Linked DNA regions of Mus musculus: region 1 is linked to region 2. The links are chromatin contacts, called in public Hi-C maps. All regions are on one chromosome and are shown on one strand. The core of a region is the stretch at or near the end of the contact, and the rest is flanking DNA. Distances in the headings are between cores, read along the strand shown.

Region 1 (2,700 bases), core at 81-2,580, 400 kb after region 2:
ACTTCCAGTGCCAAAGGCTCCTCCTTCTATCCGCATACATACTTCTCTCTGCTTGCCTTGCAAGACGCCTTCTATTTGCTATGACATGCCTCATGCTAGAGTCCACCATGATGCCTCATGCTAGAGTCCACCATGATGCTTCTCAAATGCACTCCCATTCAGCTTTCCCCTGCCCCTTTTCAGCTCCTTTTAAGAATGAAGAATTGTGTGCATCTCTCCTCTGACATCACTGGGCTCCAACACTCCATAGGAATTGAGATTGTTTTGATGCTATGGCTGTTGACAGGTGTGGCTATGGGTGGCAATTCCTTTCAATAGTTTCCACAAGACGCTCACCTGTGGATTCTGTAAAATCCTGCAAAACTTCACAGGCTGTCAAAAGGTGCTTTCTTGGAGTTGTATCATTCTGTGAACAACTGTAAAGTCCTTGGTGAAGTCACAGGTGGCCTCATAGGCATTCTTTTGGAAGCCATTCCTGATGTGACAGGCTACAATCCACACGTGCTATGACTGGGTTTGCAGTTCATAAGAGCCGATGTGGATGACAGCTGCCAACGTATCCCTCACAAAGAGAACAATTTATAGTCAAGTACATTGTATTGATTTCCTACAGGACTTTTCATGTCAAGAGGAAATCAGGAAGCCCTCAACGCAGATAGCACAGTCCTGTTCAACATCAAGGGCCTCAACTAAAAGTTCTTGAAAGGCACAATTGAGTTGCTGCAGAGCTTGTGTGGATGGTAGCCCCAAATCTCTGAGGTGCAGCTGGCGCTTCTTCTCTTCCTTCTCCAGCAAACTGGCAGGAGCTGCTGTGTTCACTAACTGTAATCCCCCACCCCCGCTGGAGTCCTTCGTTACTCAAACAGACACCCCCAGCATCCAAGGCTTCCATCAAAGCTTTTCAACAGCAGTAATGATTTGAGGGCGATATCAAGACTCACACTTTATATCAGAGCTCAGCAGTAGGATAAAACCTACTTAATCATATAAAAGTGTCAAATTGGATGAAAGGTTCCTAAGACATCTGAATTTGAAAGGCGACTGTGACCCCAGGCCCTTTTCTTTATTGTTTGCATCCTCTGCATCTGGATGTTGCCAGATATAATTGAGTTTATTTCTTTCTTAAACTCCCACAGCCTCCATACCCTCAGCCCAGGCTCTGCCCACTCTCCTAGATGGTTGTGACAACAGCTGACAGGTCTCCTTGTCTTGAGCTTTTCTTCTCTGTAATTTGTTTTTCCTCCCATACTGCTCTTTGTGCTATCTTCAGAAAACACAGTTTCGATTGTATATTTCCTTCTTCCAAGTTTCAGAGTTCTTTCCTTGTGTCCAAAAACAAACCCACACCTCCTCACCTGGCTTTCAAGCTGTGCATATCTGGCCCCCTCCTTTACATTCAGCATCTATAAAAGGAAAGCTCATCTAAGTACCCACAAACACAAAGGTTGTAGGAAGCGGCAAGCATGGTGAGAATTCCCTGGTACTAAGAGAATAAAATAACGAAATACTATTCTTCCCAGGATCAGTGCTCCTCTAGCCTCACTTTAGACACGTGAGTGTCGCGGTCACCAGCCCAGTGGGGCACACCATCAAGTCCACAGAGAAAAACAGAATGAAGGGGAGTGTAGTCGTCCTCTTGGTCCTGACATCACAAATGCACTCCACCCATTGGTTCCCAAGCACAGTAGCTAGAAACCCTCTCCTGAAGCCATTCAAGCCAGTCCACTACCCACAGCACACATTCCCTTTTGCTACGCTGCAACTTCCTTCATCCGATGTTCTCTCTAAACTTTGTCTCTACATCCTTCTCGATCTTTCCCATCCGTCCAGCCCTGCTCACATCCTACATCCCCATGAGGTTCTCTCCAAGTCCTCCCGTGGAGTTAATCTGTTTCATTTCCTCACTCTAATGCCATTAAATTTTTATCCAGATATGTAGTATTACTACTTATTTAGGGAACATTTTTTTTAAGTGGAAGGAGAATACATTTCTAATTTTAACCTTTGGCTTTCCCCAAGTTCATATGCTTTGTGGGTATTGGGATGTGGAAAGGGAGGGAAAGAAAAAGTGGGAGAGAGAAGAAAAAGAGGTTCATGCCACAGAGCACATTTGGTGTTGGGTTCAGGTTGGAAGCCAAAAAAAAAAAAAAAAAAAAAAACCAAAAAAAAAAAAAAAAAAAACAACTCACTTGAGACGTGGAAGCTTAAAATTGAAAGGTCTATTTTCTGAGTGCTCAGGGAGGCAGCCAGTTCAGGGTCTGAACCTCATTCCCAAAGGGAGCCTGTACATTTTTGAAGGATGGGAACACAAGGCGAGGGGTGCACTGAGGTGAGCTTCAATGTTATCTAATTATATTTTGGCTTTATGGTTAAACAAGGGACCGCCCATTGGAGATCTGGCTCAGACGCTGACTAATCTTCCAGAGGCCAGTGAATTCAATTCCCAGCAACCACATGGTGCCTCACAACCATCTGTCATGGGTCTGATGCCCTCTTCTGGTGTGTATGAGGACAGTGACATTGTACTCACCAAAAAATAAAAGGAAAAAAAAAAAGCTCTTGGAGAAGTAGGATAAGTGTTTGTTCCTAGGCCTAAGAACATGAATTTGTTTAACGCTGCTGACAAGATGGAGAAGTTGTCCTCGAGATGGCTGGACTCAGACAACTGCTCACCACTGAAGCTGTTCAGCTATGGGAAAG
Region 2 (2,700 bases), core at 8-2,507:
TCCCCGGTATGGCAGTAAAAGGTAAAATACAATAACAGGGAACTCAGTAATTTGGCTTTTAAATGGCTTTATGCATTTATGTGCTATGTAGGCTATGTAGCAGATTGTGATAACAGAATCAGTTATAATCAAAGTGCAGCCGTACAAATATAGCAGACACCTTGGAACAGCTCCCTTTGTTGATCGAGACAGAGCAGGAGTGCCATCTTACACTATATTTTCTCTATAACAGCATAGCAGCCTCAACACCTTTGTTGCGTTTCCGTTGTGCTGCTATTGCGAATGTCCCCACAGTAGCACTTTACCTGTATTTATCATTGATTCTTGCACATTGAATTTTCTGCTCTGCGGACAACTAATTTGAGTGGCTTGAAGTATAAAACTTACAGCTTTCCCCTTCATTGTCCCAGTTCACATAACAATATAGAAGTCATTTCCCAGTGCAGAAAACCCCAAGGCCCTCAGACTTTGTTCAGCCTCCGTGGTGCTACATAATTTATTTTATTTCTCTGAAGCCTGCAGCGTTTCTTATGTGCTGTTAAGGGAGGGGATCCATTGTCAGTGTGTAAGCATCACTTCAATTAAGCTCTGCTGGCTTCTCTGTCTGCATGCGAATGTGAACTTGGTTGTCTTGAGAATGACAGTTGTTTATTTTACTCATGGGTGTCTGATGCTGGGTGGGGACTTACAGGTTGACTCAAATATTTATAAACATGTCTTTTGCTGTCTTTCGTGGAGACTATTCTAAAGTTAGGGGAGGTGCTTTTTATATTTTGTTGATTGTTTTTGGTTCTCACAAACTCCTTTAGCTTTCTCTTCTCTTGAATTCTAAATTGCAATTCTTGTTTTATCCAGCTAGTCCCAGAAACTATAACCTGGTTTGATTCCTGAAGTGGGAATAATGTTGTACCAGTAGGGGGAGCTCACACCATGCCTATTTTATGGGTTGGTTTGAAGTTAATTTTGTGGCTTTGTATCCTTAAGGGTGGAGCCGGTTTCACTTTAAAGCCAACAGTTTCTGGGGTTTGGAATATAAGTTATTTCTTCCAGTTGAAAAGTTAAAATAATCTGAAGTTGTAAATCTTAAGTGCGTTAACAGTTTAAGTCTTTAGCTAACGAATCGTCATACTGTGGTTGAAGTTTTCAGATTGCTGAAATGTAGAAGCTTTAAAATATACTAAAAGTTCTCTTTCTTTGTGTACATCCTCAAATCACTTCCTTCCAGGAACAGTGACCACAGGACTCGGGCTGAACACTTTTTGTGCTGATGACTGTAAGTCAGCATAAACAAGGCAGTTGCTAACCATGGTTGTGGATGTAAATGTGAGCTTAGTTTTTTCATAGATATCCCTGGAGGGATAGATACTTGGGGCTATCCATATTTCTCACTAAATTTGCATAGAATGGAGTTGGAAAGGCATACAGATCTCAACTAGCTCTGTGCTACTCAAGTCAGCAAAGGACTCAGAGCCAGTATCATTCCAATACCTTTTCTTTCCCAAGTTTGTTATTTTTGACTCTCCTTTGAGATGTTAGCAATTTTCCAAATTCTGCCTGAAATTTCAGTCTCTAAGATGGTGAACACCAAACACCTCTTCATATAATACGTTTCTGCAGGCATCTAATGTGACCTCAGAAAATGGAAAAGGGAGTAGCATCTTCTCTTTGTTCCTTTTCTCCACTCTTGAACATCTGTCTAATGTCATGCATAAGGATGCCCAAGACTCTGCTCTGCCCACAGCAAACTCATGATTCAGAGACTGTACCATTCAGTGAATTGGGAGAAGGAAGGTTCCAGCGTGTGTTTTCTTCATCAGAATAAGAGATCACAGTTGTCTCCAGACTAGCCCATGAATTTGACTTTCAAAGCATCCCTGAGTCAAGACAGCTGACTAATTGCTAACATTATGCCTCATAAATCTGAAAGTCTGGACTAGAAAGTGTGCGATGCCTGCCTCTTGATGGACATTAGTTATGAAATCACCTCTGTCATAGAATTTTCATCTAAATCACTGTGCTGTTTCATAGGTTACATGTGGTTGGAACCCTGGTGTAGAAGAGGGAGAGATAATGGAGAGAAGAAGATGAGGTGAGGTAGAAGAGGCTATTGAAAGTCGGAGAAAGGTTCTCAGGCATTTGCGCGTTTCCTCCGGGTGAACGCCACAATTGTCTAGCAATTTCCTAGCAATAAAATAGCTGTCCTGTGGTTGATGAGCCTTTAGCATGACAGCGTGATGACCTTAGCCTGGATTCTCGGATTTTAATAGCTCTGTGGTTCCCATAGGGTGAAGCTCTTTGCTCATTGCTTTCTTTGGCTTAGACTTTCTTCTCTGTCAGTGATCCTCCTGTGTACTGTTACCTCATTAGTGCTTGATTCCTAGAGCATCATCACTGCTACAATGTCTCTTTCTGTATCACACATTTATTTTAGATGGCATAAATTTAACAAAACAAGTTGTTCTGTGGACCCTGTAATCTTACAGGAGCATATCTATCACAGCAATGCACAGAGTCTAGGAAATCACAGATCATACCTGGCTTCAACTCCAGAACCCCTGGCCTTGTAGAACAACCACATTTAGGGTCCTACACATGATTTGGCATTTGTAATAAAATACATTTCTTTTCTAACGAAGTCTCATTCATTCTACATGTTTGAGTTCCACAAAAATTTAGATCTATTATTAAGTTTGGTGTCTG

Evidence for each region. A called contact is a pair of places that touch in the nucleus more often than the background predicts.
Region 1: a contact with region 2 is called in a Hi-C map of the N1E-115 cell line, with 5 times the contacts expected there. The contact joins two enhancer-like sites. A contact is called at or near these places in 1 of 484 Hi-C or Micro-C datasets (the N1E-115 cell line) and 1 of 115 datasets of contacts at active chromatin or transcription factors (embryonic stem cells).

What each region holds. Positions count from the first base shown.
Region 1 is chr1:51,365,386-51,368,085 of GRCm38.p6, forward strand. No RefSeq gene overlaps it. Among named protein-coding and RNA genes, the nearest start is that of 9330175M20Rik, 33 kb to the left of the region's middle. Within about 2 kb of position 1,331, at least 2 of the 459 cell types and tissues checked have an H3K27ac peak or open chromatin away from gene starts, as enhancers often do. A contact at or near this core is called in the N1E-115 cell line, where this site is marked.
Region 2 is chr1:50,961,559-50,964,258 of GRCm38.p6, forward strand. The region is part of intron 4 of Tmeff2 (transmembrane protein with EGF-like and two follistatin-like domains 2); the gene reads left to right. Among named protein-coding and RNA genes, the nearest start is that of Tmeff2, 35 kb to the left of the region's middle. Within about 2 kb of position 1,258, at least 35 of the 459 cell types and tissues checked have an H3K27ac peak or open chromatin away from gene starts, as enhancers often do. A contact at or near this core is called in the N1E-115 cell line, where this site is marked.